Regions from separate parts of the Mus musculus genome. Here regions 1 and 2 are each linked to region 3. The links are chromatin contacts, called in public HiChIP or PLAC-seq and promoter capture Hi-C maps. All regions are on one chromosome and are shown on one strand. The core of a region is the stretch at or near the end of the contact, and the rest is flanking DNA. Distances in the headings are between cores, read along the strand shown. Region 1 holds the start of Rpusd1 (RNA pseudouridylate synthase domain containing 1). Region 2 holds the start of Wfikkn1 (WAP, FS, Ig, KU, and NTR-containing protein 1). Region 3 holds the start of Clcn7 (chloride channel, voltage-sensitive 7).

Region 1 (4,908 bases), core at 922-3,421, 590 kb before region 3:
CCATTTCACAATGCTCAGAAGACACCTTCTAAGATTCTCCTCTCTCCTTCCACCATGTTTGTCTGGGACTCCAACTCAGGCTGTCAGGCTTGGCAGAGAGCGCCTTCGTAGTTAAAAGATAGGTATGAACTTCTGATCTTCCTGCCTCTATCTCTAGGGTGCTACAAATGCTACCACACCTGCTTACCCAGTCTTCTTTTTTAAAGGATGGATCCCTTGCTAGTCGGTCATGGCACACGCCTGCCTTTAGTCCCTCTGGAGAGACAGAGGCAGAGGCAGGCAGAGTTCGAGGCCAGCCTGGTCTATAGAGTGAGTTCCAAGGCAGTCAAAGCTTCACAGAGAGAAAAGAAAGAAAGAAAAAAAGAAAGAAAGAAAAGTACGGTTCTCTTCTGATTAGCTGCTTTGCAGATCTGTGCTACTGCGAAGGAAGGGCAGGGCAGGGTGGGGCAGGCCCTTGGTATGGGATTCATTATATTTCTTGCTACAAATCAGACATTGGGACTCAGGTCAAGAGATTGGTCGGGGTGGGCCGTGAGGGCACAGTCAGGGAGACCCTTGATCTAGCCAGAGAGATCAGCTTGACAGCCAGGGTACATGCAAACACCAGCAAAGATCTTGCTATCGGCTCTGCCCGCACACCTAGTATAGACCCAGGCAGGCCACAATGCCTATACCTCGGGGTCCTTTCTTATATGATGAACTCCTGCCCTGGACATACCTGTAAGTGGCTTTAGCAGCACTTTGGACACAGGGTCACCAGCATATAGGCCGTGTTCCAGGACCAGCAGCTCTGTGAGGCTTGGCTTTGGGTTCTCACAACCTAGATGAAAACTAAAGTGTAAGGGCCCACTGGGCCAGCCCTAGAGCCTGAGCCAACTCCAATTTCCACCTGTCTGGCCGTTCCCATTCACGCAGGCTTTGGAGACATGCCCATGGCCCCCACAACAAACCACTATTACCATGAGTGCCCTCGATGCACATGGTATGCGTCCGCCCCTCCGTGCTATTCCTGCCAATGGCATAGTTGATCGTCACTTGGCTTTCCTGGACATGGCCTCGGACCTGTCGAGCAAGGACATCACATGCAGCTCACTGGGCCACACTGTCATCTCTGAGAGGAATGTGGCTGAGCTCTAGATAGGCACATAAGCCTGGCACGGAGCTTCAGTTGAGAGGCCTGCTGGAGTAGGCTGTGAGCCTTGGGTCTCCACACAGCATCCCAGGAACTGGCCAGGACTTACCAGTGCCAGGTAGGCTTTGGTGACTCGCCGTTCCTTGAAGCATTTATAAGCACTGCCCGCAGCTGCCTTATTCAGGGCTACGCACAGTGCCCCACTGGTGGAGAAGTCCAGCTGGTGGCAGAACCTGGGAACGGGCAGAAGAGCAGCAGTGGCTGGACCCTGTGGTGCTCTGGTTAGCACCTTTGTGGCAGAGTCCAGTGTCCCAGCATCCTTTGGAAGGATGCTGCAGTGGGGCTCTCCATGTTGGCTGTGTACCTGAACCCATAGCAGGTGTCAGGGTCAGCCAGCTCTGGGAAGTGGTGTCGGAGCTGCTTCTGTAGGGTCAGGGTCTCCCGCCAGGTCTTGCTATCAATGCGCAGGTCCCAGTGCTTGTTCACCACCAGGAAGTCGCTGCTCTGGTACACGATGGACAGATTTTCCATGCTGCCAGGCTCCATGGTGGGGCTGCACGCAGGTGGGAGTGAGCCTGGGGTAGGAGGGTGCCTGACCTGGTCTTCAAGTACTGTACACACTTACTGGGGCCAGAACCTGCTGGAACCCTTTATGTCTTCCACAAGGGCCCATGCCAGGGGTGTCAGCTCCGGAATGGGAGTCTGGCCAAGGTCAGGTGATTCTGACTTGCCATGGACTCAGGGTTAGGGAGCTCTCCCTGACTTGAAGTGGAATAAACAGCCTGGTTGTCCAGCTCACGCCTACACACTTCACGCTAGGTTATTGCCCAGGACCACCCAGGACTTCAAGCGCTCCCTAACTTGCCTCCCACCAGCCTGTGACCACAGGCAGACCCTTTAGGACTTACCTGCAACAGGGCCAAGGGACCAGGATGTCAATTCTCAGCTCTGCATCCAACCTCGCTTCCCTATACTAGGAACCAGGTCTTGGCCTGGCTGGCGCGCAGCTCCGCCTTTTCACCCTGCCCATTCCACTTTCCTAATGGATGGTCGTACTGGCCAATGGCATTCCGGGCCTGGAGCTCCGCCCACTGAAGAATGGTAAGGCCCTACCCGAATAGTCTGCGCACGCGCTTTTTTAGTCCCACCTATTTCCCCGCCTCCCCCACGGATTACTTACTGTACAGGCCAATAGAAAGCGTTCTTGATCCTCCACTCCAACCATTGAACTATTATTCCTCTCCTCCCGCCCTCTGGGAGTAAGACCCGCCCTTCCCCGCTGGCCAATGGCGGGCGCCTCTGGGAACGTCGGCTGTTGATTGGCGGTATTGGAGGCTCTCGGGGCGGGGTAGCGCGCGGTGGCGGCGGCGCGGGAAGTTCTGAGGGACTCTGAGCTGTGGGAGTTGTGGTCTGGCTCCATGGAAGACTACGAGGAAGATCTGTATGGTGTGGAGGATGATTTCCAAAACCAGTTCGCAGCTGAGCTCGAAGTGCTGGCTGAGCTGGAAGGTGGGCGCGGGTCCTGGGTCGTGGCTGCATCCTGCTGCAGCATGGAGAGCTGTGTGGATGGGATTGGTAACGGCTGGGAGTTCGCTTCTTAATGTGTGTTGCTGCTATCAACCTCTGTCTCAGCAGGAACACGGGACCAGGCTCCTCCTGGGACCCTCCAAACTCCAGCGAGCCGCCCTCCGCTAACCTTCGAAGAGGCCATCGCTGGTGGGGACACTGTCCCGCGTCCCTGCCCTGCAGGGTCGCCAGGAAATGTCAACCGCAATACTAGAAAGAATGTTCGTAGGGACCAGCCCGCGCCCTCCAGTATGTCCGATTGGGGACTGAGCACTTAAAGTCGGGGAATTCTGAGGATCAGTTTTCTATTCTTTCACCTCTTTCTGCCTCTGTCTCTGCAGGCCCCATGGTCAAACGACCCAGGTTGGACGTGGTGAAGAAGCTGAACTTTGAGCCAGATATGGAGGAGCTCTTATATCCAGATTCCCCTCCTGGGGACATTACCCCTCCACCGAGTCCAGAGGTCTTCCCTGAGATGTTGGATGCTGGGTGTGTTGCTTAAGGGCATGTAATTCTGACTTGGAAAGCTGCCTGTCCCTGCATGAGGCTCTGGAAGTGGATGTCTATGGGACGGCAAGAGGAGTGAGTGTGGGTCAAGCACCCCATTTGAGAGTGACAGGGAGCTGCTTGTCTCTCCTAGGTATTCAGATGCTAATGCTGACAAAGACCTCATGCAGACATTGCCAAGTCCCCGAAATCGCAATCCTGTCCTGAGACGGCCTCCTATCTTAGAAGATTATATCAATGTGACATCCACAAGTGGAGAACGGGCCTTTTTGGTGCTTCGGGCTGACCTCATAGGCCCTGGGGTGCAGGTGTGTGGCCATAGCATGGGGTTTGCCATGGTATTGGTTCTTTTATGTTGCCAATAGGCTCTCAGCAGGTTCTGAGGCCAGTTTCACCTATCTGAATTGCTAGAAACAGGCACGCCAGGTAGTCCAGTGTTGGAAACAGCAGTGCTACTTTTGAGGCTACGTGGCCTTAGAGTGCCGCCTTGTACCCCATATATTAGCTTTCTGTTTTTCTTTTCCTCTTCACCTTAAAGCTGACTTCCCTTGGACCAGGCCCATCTGAGGGCCATATCCATCCCCTCTCTAATTAGGAAAGGTCATTTCTGTCCCTCTGTCAGCCTTTTTTGGGGGGTGGGGAGAGAAGGGCACTGTGGATGCCTCCATGACCTGGGAGGGTTATAGAGATGATAAATCTGTCTTGCCCAGAACCCTCTTCTAGATGTCCACTGGCGAGGCTGTGGCCAACTGGACCTGCTGGGTGTCCCCTTCGCCTCCCTGAAGGAGCAAGTTGATAGCAAGGTAGGTTTAGTGGAGTGGGGAGTTTATGTGTTGAGTCTAGTGCTGGCTGGACTTGTCCTGACCTCAGCCTATCCTGTTTTTATAGAGACGGCAACAACTGCTGGAGGATGCCCAACAGCTTTCAGACACTCTACACAGGTGACTCACACATGTCCCACCCCAGGAACCCTTTTCAGTTTGGACATATCTGGTGGGCATGGTCACTGTGTTCCCTCTGTGGTGAATCAGGACTTGCTTCTCTTCAGCCTCAGGTCTGAAGGAGAGGAGGCTGTGCTTGAAGGGCCCCCTGCGGAGGAGCCAGCCCCTGGCCAGAACACCGCTCAGCACTGCCTCTGGGTGGATGAGTTTGCACCTCAGCATTACACGGAACTGCTCAGTGACGATGTGAGCTCCCATTCTCACTCACGGGTGACTGGCTTGCTGTATCAGCAAGGGGAAGAGTCAAGGGTCCAGTTGATGTTTGTGTTGGTGGGCCATTGGTTGCTAAGGATGATGTTGGGACTCTGAGTCAGCACAAAACCTTTTTACTGCTAGTTGACTGTGACCTGCTGTGGGCTTTGTTAGAGGTCTGGATGTCCTAGCCCAGTGGTTCTCAACCTTCTGAACGCTGTGGCCCTTTATACACTTTCTCTGTTGTGGTGACCGCCAAACGTAAAGTTATTCTCATTACTGCTTCATAACTGTAATTTTGCTACTGTTATGAATTGTAATGTAAATATCTGTGTTTTCCAATGACCTTAGGTGACCCCTATAAAAGGGTCATTGACTCCCAAGGGGATTGTGACCCACAGGTTAAGAAGCACTGTCCTGGCCTGACCTCTTGCTCTCCCTCAGTTGGTGCCAGCTTGGCCTGGGGTGAGGCCTCAGTGAAGTTGTTGATAAGCTGGGCCTGGGCCTTCT
Region 2 (4,817 bases), core at 1,025-3,524, 750 kb before region 3:
CTAGCAGCAGGCTTGGCTCCGGCTTCCATATCTGACAAAGGTGATCAGTATGCTGGGCATAGGCAAGGTTTCAGCTCCTAAGACCTAGGAGAAGAGCCGTTGATGCACCTGGGAAACCCCACTAATCCCTCCTATTGTGCCCTGGCCCTTTCAGTGATGTTTACTATACACATCTCCAGCCGGGGCTACAGAGCTTCTGGCGGGCTCCGTGCATCTGGGCATGGGCACAGGGCCTAGGACCCCAGTGTCTAGCAGCTTGTACTCATCAACCTCGGCTGTGTTTCATAGCTGCGACTTGCCTCTTGTGGCCCTTCTGCCTTTAAGTTCATGTCACTAGAATCTCTTTGACCTGTTTCTTAGTGACACTCTCTGGAACACCAAGCCCCTCCTTAGGGACTCACTGGCCTGAGCAACTTGTGAAGCCATGGACTGTTCCCCCACAATGCTCCTCCTCTCCCAGTCTGGGCTGGGCAGCCTTCTCCCCTGTGGGGATGCTGTCCCCAGTGGATGTCCTGTGTGACTGCTTCCCTGTCCTTGCCTGGTGACACAGCCCTCAGGCACGCTGGTGCTTAACTCTACCTCCTGCCCTCAGGGCCCTGGCCATAACAGGAGCCATGACCCCTGACTGGGGACCTCTAAGTGCACGTTTCCTAAGATCATCTTACCATGGATGTTACTAGGGCACTGGTAGACGCTGCGCCAGCCTGCTGTTCTGGGAGATTGAGTCAATGCCTGTAGGGAGGGACGGGGCTATGGTTGTGGGAACTGCCTGATAAGCAGCAGCCTGACCTGGGAGCCTGACCCAGAGGCTGGGTACAATCAAGCATCACCTTTCCCCACCAGTCCTGTTGCTGTTGACAGAGACCTTTTCTCTGGAATCGCGATAGAATGGTATAGACTTTGAGGACCTGGATTGGCCTGCGTGCACACCATCAACACTACACTTGCTGCTGTGGACTCCACTATTCCTGGTTCTTTGTTCTTACTTCTTTGTACAGTAAATGTACTTCAGCAGTGAGCTTGTGTCTGGCTTCATCTGACTGTGGTTTGTTGGGGGTGGTAAGGGGTGTCTGGCGGTGTGTTCTGCCACATGCTCCAGCATGGCTTTGTGCCTGACAGAATGATCCCAGGCTTTGTTAACTTTCCCCGCAGCTGACCCTGCTGACCTGCAGCCATCCATCCACTGGGTTCACATTCCCAGCCACAAAGTAGCCAGGCCTGGTTACAAGCCACACTGTTTCCGGAGGTCAGATCTTGGCCAGGTTAGACAGAGCCTTTACTCATACATAGCCCAGGGCACATAGCTTACCACAACATGAAGGATATCTGTGAGTGGGACCTGGCGTTGGTGCCTTTAGCAGGAAAGCATCTAGCAGGTCATGGCCTCTGCAGGCCATGCTCACCCAGGGTTCTAGCTCATACACTGGAAGGCAAATCCCACTGAGTGGGATTGGACAGTTCACTTTAGAGTGGCCTCTGGCTCAGGTGTCACCTGCATTTTTCCTTAGTTGCATTCTGAGCCTGTGGCCTGGCAATCCCTGCCCCCTCAACACCACAAGCTGCCTCAACGACGGCTCTTTTGTAAGGCAGCAGACACTGGCGCCTGGTAGCCATCTCTTGATCTCCTGACCAGACCAGGCTCTTATTACCCTGCCTCCTGGGTCAGGAGGTCAGACAGAGGGTCACACAGACTTTTTCCTTCCTGTCTCTGAGAAAACCACTCCCTGGGGACCTCTGGAGCCACAGAAAGGGTTTGGAAAAGCAGATTCCAGGCAGGGCCTTTGTCTTGCCACCAGCTTTGATCTCCCTCCCCTCCCCCACGGTAGTGAAGCCCCTAGTTCAGTTAAAGAATGGATGCTGGCCTTCATGGTGGATGGTTGGGGCAAGGCTTGAATGTACTTAGATCCTCCCTGAGCAACACCGAGGATGCTTGCTCTTTGATAGGTGCACTTGGCCATCCCAGAGAGCCCCATGTGTCTCAGCCTGTGTGTGACCAGCTGGCTGGCTTCTCTTTGCTCTTGTTTACACTATGTATCAGTCATTGCCATGAGACTGTCTATGGCCAGTGCACATGGGTCACCTGCTTCCACCCAGATAAGATGGCCTTTTTATTTATTTTGTACCTGCCTTGCCCATTTGAAGGAACTGAGTGGCACAGACCCTAGCTAGAAGCCAGGAGCCCAGTTTTAGAGAAACTGGTACATCTGGGAGGATGAATCCTGCCGAGTTGTGCCCTCAGCTGGTGAGATGCCAAGACCTTTTTTTTTTTTTTTCTTTTTGAGACAGTATGTTCTTATGTGGCCAAACGGGCCTGGAATTTGCTATGTAGCTATGGGCTGGCCTCAATCTGGATCCTCCTGTGTCCCGCCTACCCAGTGCTGGGGTTACAAGTGTGTACCACAGATGCCAAGTACCCTAGGGGTTTCTTACTCCATGCCAGTGGGAAAGGTGCCTTACCTATAGTTATGACAGGTGTGGCCCTTGGCTGCCTTTGGAGAAAATCTAGTCTAATAGCTGGGGCTGGACTGGGTCCCTATCCAACCTCACTGAATAGGACACTGAAGAGCAGAGGACAAAAGCCGAAATTTACCAGCCCTGCCCCTCCTCCCTGAATAGAGGGTGGGAGGGTCTTTAAGGAGACTTTGATCCCTGTTGGGCTCCAGCTTGTAGAGGGAGGGGCTCAGGTTACAGCATCCCCCTCCCTGATTGAGCTGGCCCTTCTCCGCCCCTTGGTGACCCTAGTGGTCAGTTGCTCTGGGCTTCAGGGCCTCTGGCCCCTCCCCAGCCCTTCCTCTTCTTCTATTCCCAGTCCTATGCTGACCAGAGCCTGGGAGCCACCCACAGTGGTTGGGAGAGGGCCAGCCAGTATTTTGTGGACAGGTTCTGAGAGGCCCCAGAATAACTATTCAGGGTTCAGAGAAGAGCAGCATCACCTGTGAGCTCAAGCCTTGCGGGGTCCAAGAGTCCCAGGAGAGGGTCCTTTGAGGTAGGGGGTAGTGATCCTGGGCCCAGGACCCTATAGGGTGGATGCCTATAGGGAGTCTCAGCTGGTGGCCACACACTCCCACTCCCTGGCCCTGTGGTCCCCATGCCTGCCCCACAGCCATTCCTGCCTCTGCTCTTTGTCTTCGTGCTCATCCATCTGACCTCGGAGACCAACCTGCTGCCAGATCCCGGAAGCCATCCTGGCATGTGCCCCAACGAGCTCAGCCCCCACCTGTGGGTCGACGCCCAGAGCACCTGTGAGCGTGAGTGTACCGGGGACCAGGTGAGCACTGGCATTTCATGGGATCCTGGGCCCCACCCTAGTTCTTTCCTCAGTGGGGGGAGTAGACCCCAACCCTAGGAGTCTGCTTCCTCCAGGGTTCCTCCACACTCAATTTACCTGGATTTGTGGCCATGACCTGTATGTACATGGGGCTCAAAGGATACCCCTACCTTTTTGTCCTCTGAAGAACAAGAACATCTCCAATTCCCGGACTGACTGCAACCTCACCAATCCTGTCTCTCACGTGCCTGAGCACCACTTTTTTTCTTAAGTCATGTGGGCCCAGGCCTCTGACCTACCCCTGCAAATGGCATCATCACCTTCCCAGCCCTGGCCTGTCTGTAGTCCTTTCCTCATATCCCAGACTGGGAAGGGGACAAAGAGCTCCCAAGGTGGTGCGCCCTCTGATGGCAGAGCATTTGCCTGCACACTGTTCCACCTACTCAGTAGGAATGCTAATGAGAGTTGCACAGGGGCCTTGAGGATTCAGCGGGGTTGACTAAGGTGACTGGGGTTGACTAAGGTGACTGTGTGACCTTAGTACTCCTACTGTTCAAAATGCACAGCCACAGTTTTTCACAGGGGAGGAAGCTTTGAAAAAGGCAGCTACCTCTCCCAGGATAGAGAGGCAGAGTAGTGCATAGGCAAGGCTGGGTAGGGGGTCAGGGCTCCACTAAACTGTCCCTGTCCCTCAGGACTGTGCGGCATCCGAGAAGTGCTGCACCAATGTGTGTGGGCTGCAGAGCTGCGTGGCTGCCCGCTTTCCCAGTGGTGGCCCAGCTGTACCTGAGACAGCAGCCTCCTGTGAAGGCTTCCAATGCCCACAACAGGGTTCTGACTGTGACATCTGGGATGGGCAGCCAGTTTGTCGCTGCCGTGACCGCTGTGAAAAAGAACCCAGCTTCACATGTGCTTCTGATGGCCTTACCTATTACAACCGCTGCTACATGGACGCAGAAGCCTGCCTGCGGGGTCTCCACCTGCACGTTGTACCCTGTAAGCACATTCTCAGTTGGCCGCCCAGCAGCCCGGGACCACCCGAGACCACTGCTCGCCCAACCCCTGGGGCTGCTCCCATGCCACCTGCCCTGTACAACAGCCCCTCACCACAGGCAGTGCATGTTGGGGGGACAGCCAGCCTCCACTGTGATGTTAGTGGCCGTCCACCACCTGCTGTGACCTGGGAGAAGCAGAGCCATCAGCGGGAGAACCTGATCATGCGCCCTGACCAAATGTATGGCAACGTGGTTGTCACCAGTATCGGACAGCTAGTCCTCTACAATGCTCAGTTGGAGGATGCGGGCCTGTATACCTGCACTGCACGAAACGCTGCCGGCCTGCTGCGGGCCGACTTTCCCCTTTCCGTTTTACAGCGGGCAACTACTCAGGACAGGGACCCAGGTATCCCAGCCTTGGCTGAGTGCCAGGCCGACACACAAGCCTGTGTTGGGCCACCTACTCCCCATCATGTCCTTTGGCGCTTTGACCCACAGAGAGGCAGCTGCATGACATTCCCAGCCCTCAGATGTGATGGGGCTGCCCGGGGCTT
Region 3 (4,805 bases), core at 220-2,719:
ATAAGTGGTTGAGCCACTGGACCTGGGTGCTAGGACCTGAACTTGAGTCTTCTCCAAGAGCAGCAATAGCCCCCTTCCCCAAAGGTTACTTTCTTTACAACAGGGATAACAAATCACACCACCCAGAAACACCCTAGGGAGGCAGACACAGCTCTACCACCTTACTTATTTCTGATCACTACTGCAGACCGGAGTCACAAGCACACGTCCTTCAAAAGGGCCTGAGCTGCTTCCCAGCAACAAGGAGCTGACTTTGACTTTCACTGTCCACTGCACCTTCAAGGGTCTAGCAAAGAAAGCCTAAATGTAAGTTTTGATGCGGTAGCCCTATCTTGTGCTCTTCTTAGCCTTTAAAACAGCAGGAGTGTTTGTTAAGACACCTCTAACATCAGGAGGAGGAAGGGTAAAGGACAGTTATAAAACAGACTAACATCAAGGAATTGATATAAGTAACTGACTCAAAATTAACACGATGCACACAGGCAAAAGAAGCAAAAGCACACAAGTAAACAAGCCTGTCCCGGTCTTAAACGCTAGGCATTTGAAGGCACAAACTGTTCGCAGTGCTGAGCACACTCTGGCCTCTGACTTGTTGCTTATCATGTCTGGCTGCACATTCCAAGTTCAACTAGGTAGTAAGAGAAAATGAGTGGGGATGCTTGACACTGCAATTGTGTCCCAAACGTCTGGAATTACTCCTGTGAGAAAGGAGACAGGCACTTTCACCGAAAGCACAATTCTGCCATTTAAATTGAAAACTACCAAGCGTGTAGTCCAGGCCTTCCAAGTTCTTGGGAAAATGAGACAGGATTATGAATTCATTGGTGGTCTCACTGTGAGACCTTATCTTGAAACGTCAAGGGCTATGGGTGCAGAGCTGAGGTCGTTATGATTGCCTTGTATGTGTAAACCCTGGCTTGACCCTCACCACGAAAAGTAAAATTAAAAAACAAAAGCAACGTTAAAGTCTTGGGATCTCTTGCTGAAAAGTCAGCGACAACGGTTCCTGGAGGAGAGGGTATCATTTTCTCTGATGGTGTAGCCACTGAGGAACGAGATGGGAAGAAGGGGTTCAAAGAGAAAGAAAGAAGAGGTTTATGAGTGCGAGGCTATCAAAAATAAAAGTCTTCCAGGATTCAAAAAAATAACAGAGGAGAGCACCGTGGCCTCCCTCTGGGCCCCGCCAGCACACTGAGGACCGGCGCAGCGATCCCGGCGGCTGCATCTCCGGCCCGCGGGCCTCACCTGGCGCGCGCCCGGCCCAGCTCCGTTCAGCAGCGGCGTCTCCTCGTCAGGCTGCCCTGTCCTTCGAAGCAGTGGCGCCCCCTCCTCATCATCGCGATCTCGGCCGGACCAAGACACTTTCTTAGAGACGTTGGCCATGGCCCACTGAGGACCAAACTCAACAAGAACAGCCGGCAGACCGGCAGCATTCCCGTGACCCGCGCCCAGGTCTCACGTGATCTATCATCGGTGCCCACGTGACTGACGACGGAGGCCGGCAAGATCCGGGAGCGCGGAGTCTCCTGGGAATTGTGGTTCACTGGTCGTTGCAGCCCAGGGTAGAAACCTAGAACTCAAAATCCCTAGCAATTAGTGTCTTCACTGAAGGCAGTGACCCAAACTCCAGAGAAGAACCAGCCCGAGATGCACGCCTAGTCCTCCAAGAGATGATATGGAAAAAAAAAAAATAAACTACCTGTAAAAGTTCTGGAATCGTCCCTCTCAACTAAGTTGGCTTCATGTGTTTCCTGTGCTCAAAGGGCAGCCAAACTGCTGCAATTCCGGGAAAGGGATTGAGACCCTGATGCCACACCACTTCCAGTAGGATCTGTATGACAAGTTCCACAAACTGAGGCTATTGACCTCAAAAGGGGTAGGCCTCCTGGAACCGGTGTGGAACTCTTCGCCGGAGAAAAAAATATTGAGTGGTAGTTCTTATGGCAATGTTTTGTTTTCTCTTATTCCTTTTCTTATTTACATGTTCCTGGTAGCCTAGGCCAAGATCTTAAGCAAGAATAATGGGTAAGAAACCAACCCTAGAGATGGGGGCCACTAACATGACCTTATCCCCCGGGAAAACAATGCCTTACTTTCTAAATCATTTACAAAACTATTACGATAGATAAAAACTTTCCCAACAATAAAATTTCATATGGCTGCACGTGTGTCATCGGAGGTGGATTTTGGTGTATGGTAAAGAAAGCCTTAATTAGAAAGAATTAAAATAGTTTGAATTTACATATTGAAGATTTGTTAAAAAAGAAAAAGAAAAAACCCAGATACTAGATGTTAAATAGTAATTGACCATGGGGCTAGAGAGTTAGTTCAGTGGTTAAGAGCACTGACCATTAAAGATTTATTAACCTGCTCCTAGAAATAAGCCACTAGACTTGGACAACAGCCCCCACTGAATACATCCTTTTAGAATTGTTATATTTTGATGATTTATATTAATAATGATGTTACCTGTACTGTTTGTGATTCACTGAATGCATAGTTTCAGAGTTGTAATGCTTGGATGATTTTTGTGCTTTACTGTGCCAAATGATTTTTGTTGGTATTTGTGATTGTTTCACTGGATATAGTTTCTAAGAGATGTAATGTTTGGTTTTTTAATGTATAAAATCCCCTGCTTGAGAGCTGCAAAATGCACTCAGATTCAAACTGCCTCTGTGTTTGTTTCTGTTTGTCACCACCGAATCCTTACCCACCTAGCTTTGAGGACCCTCATTCCAGAGACCCCCATAACCGACTTGGGTGGACCGTGGCACCCTGAAGTGCCAAATTAGGAAAGACTGGGGTTCCTCCGAGGAGGAGACTAGGACAGCACATGGGCGTGGCATTAACTAGCCGCAGGTTGCTTTAGGCAATAGTATTTTAGGAAGATTAAGTTTGCCTTAGTATCGGTGTTACATCAACAAAGTTGTTCTTAGATGTATCCTGAATTATGTAGGGGCAAGGATTGGGATTTGATACTACAACTTCAGGGACCCGAGAGTGACTGTAATCATGGGTGGCACTCTACAGAGAAAGAACGATGTTACAAAGTTTACTTCTGAGCAGTGTCATGGCAGTTGCATTACAGAGGATGGTAGAAGGAAGCAAGGAAGAAAGTGTCCACTTAATGAAGGAAATAGGTATATAATGTGAAAGCTACATTTAACAGAGAAATATCAGAGAGGGCTGGGGTTAATATGTACGACATAGAAAGATTCTATAAAAATAGTTAAAATACAATTCAGGACATCAGTGGTGACAAAGATCATATGTAAGAGAGTTAACAAGGGTTCTAGGATATATATGTACATTCATCTATATATGTGTACATATATATATCCTAGATTTTATATATATATATATGCATATACATGTATATAATATTACCTTGAAACTTTTTTATTTGAAAATTTTCAAATCAGAAAGTTTTAAGTTCATCTTAACCTCTAAGGGTGAGAGGATTATAGGAAATGTCCTTCCTTTCATACAATTCAAAGTAAAACCAAAACTAAACACAGAATAAGAGGAAGAAAGTTAAATGGTGTTCTGAATTTTCCCATGATTATCCTGTGACTCTCTCTCTGTGTGTGTGTGTGTGTGTGTGTGTGTGTGTGTGTGTGCTGTTTCCTCTTTGACACACCTTAGTTTTGTCATTTTACAAGACAGTGATAAGGATGTCATGAACCTCTTTTGTATTGCTGGGCTTTGAGGTTGGGAAATGAAGCTGGCTTGTCCAACTAAGGTCATTAGTATTCCATGGGGCTTGAACTTAGATCCCTTCAAAACTTTGATCAGAAACTGGGCAGTGGTGGTACATGTCTTTAGTCCCAGCACTTGGGAGGCAGAGGCAGGTGGATTTCTGAGTTCAAGGCCAGTCTGGTCTACAAAGTGAGTTCCAGAACAGCCAGGGCTACACAGAGAAACCCTGTCTCACACCCCCCCCACACACACATACAAACTTTGATCACAATTTCTTTAAGACTAGGACATTTAAGTTGTCAGTTGAGCTAAATGCACAGGCTTGGGCCTTTCTGGATGATAGAGTTTGGGGGGAAAAAGGATTGGCAGAAGAATAAGCAGAGTAGAGATGTGGCATAGCAGGATATGTAGGAGGAGTTATAATGGAGAGAGTCATCCTAGGGTCATGCCTGGGGGCATAGATCTCTCCATAACCCTTGCTGACAAAGTGGTACAATTCCCACAGCTCCCAAAAGACCAGGGCCTTCAACTTATTGTTCTCTTTTTATTGACTTTTGTCTATTAGGGATTAAACTCGGGGTCTTACACATGTCAGCCAAATGCTCTATTGTTGAACCTTGTAAGTCTTTGTAAGAAGAGAAATGAACAGGGGTGGACAAGAAATGGACAGGGGTGGACAAATTGGTTATGGGAGGACCATTGGCTTCTTGTTAGTACTGATTCCTTGAAGGGCCAGGATTGTAACAATGTAATAGATGTGGTTAAAGAAGGAATCTAGGGGACTGGAGAGATGGCTCAGCAGTTAAGAGCACTGACTGTTCTTATGAAGGTCTTGAGTTCAAATCCTAGCAACCCTGCATGGTGGTTTACAACCATCTGTAATGACATCTGATGCCCTCTACTGGTATGTCTGAGGACAGCTACAGTGTACTTACATATACATAATAAATAAATCTTTTTTTTTTTTTTCAAAAAGAAAGAAAGAAGGAATCTAGTGGCCTTAGAAAGGGTGAGGTTCATACTTCAAAATACACAGGTGGCTTTTGATGACCCCACTGGGAGGCTGAGTCAGATGAACATATCTCCAAATCCAACCGACTTCCCAT

What was found. Promoter capture Hi-C pulls out the DNA fragments that hold promoters and counts their contacts. HiChIP or PLAC-seq counts read pairs in DNA pulled down with a chosen protein or histone mark.
Region 1: a promoter capture Hi-C map of macrophages shows a contact between it and region 3, with 5 read pairs. The contact joins the promoter of Rpusd1 here to the promoter of Clcn7 in region 3. A contact is called at or near these places in 2 of 39 promoter capture datasets (embryonic stem cells and macrophages), 3 of 115 datasets of contacts at active chromatin or transcription factors (astrocytes, bone marrow-derived dendritic cells and embryonic hindbrain) and 4 of 9 other capture datasets (embryonic stem cells, liver, macrophages and 1 more).
Region 2: a contact with region 3 is called in a FOXA1 HiChIP or PLAC-seq map of pancreatic cancer cells. The contact joins the promoter of Wfikkn1 here to the promoter of Clcn7 in region 3. A contact is called at or near these places in 2 of 115 datasets of contacts at active chromatin or transcription factors (pancreatic cancer cells and pro-B cells).

Annotation. Positions count from the first base shown.
Region 1 is chr17:25,724,980-25,729,887 of GRCm38.p6, reverse strand. Rpusd1 (RNA pseudouridylate synthase domain containing 1) reads right to left here and starts at 2,171. Exons shown (of 6, transcript NM_028009.4): 1 at 2,041-2,171; 2 at 1,497-1,685; 3 at 1,242-1,365; 4 at 960-1,062; 5 at 719-820. The coding sequence starts at 1,678. Chtf18 (CTF18, chromosome transmission fidelity factor 18) reads left to right here and starts at 2,473. Exons shown (of 22, transcript NM_145409.2): 1 at 2,473-2,641; 2 at 2,768-2,947; 3 at 3,040-3,187; 4 at 3,339-3,513; 5 at 3,916-4,008; 6 at 4,094-4,146; 7 at 4,254-4,392. The coding sequence starts at 2,551.
Region 2 is chr17:25,878,315-25,883,131 of GRCm38.p6, reverse strand. Wfikkn1 (WAP, FS, Ig, KU, and NTR-containing protein 1) reads left to right here and starts at 2,274. Exons shown (of 2, transcript NM_001100454.1): 1 at 2,274-3,268; 2 at 3,964-4,817. The coding sequence starts at 3,089. Rab40c (Rab40C, member RAS oncogene family) reads left to right here. Exons shown (of 7, transcript NM_139154.2): 7 at 1-1,018.
Region 3 is chr17:25,130,055-25,134,859 of GRCm38.p6, reverse strand. Clcn7 (chloride channel, voltage-sensitive 7) reads right to left here and starts at 1,469. Exons shown (of 25, transcript NM_011930.4): 1 at 1,246-1,469. The coding sequence starts at 1,383.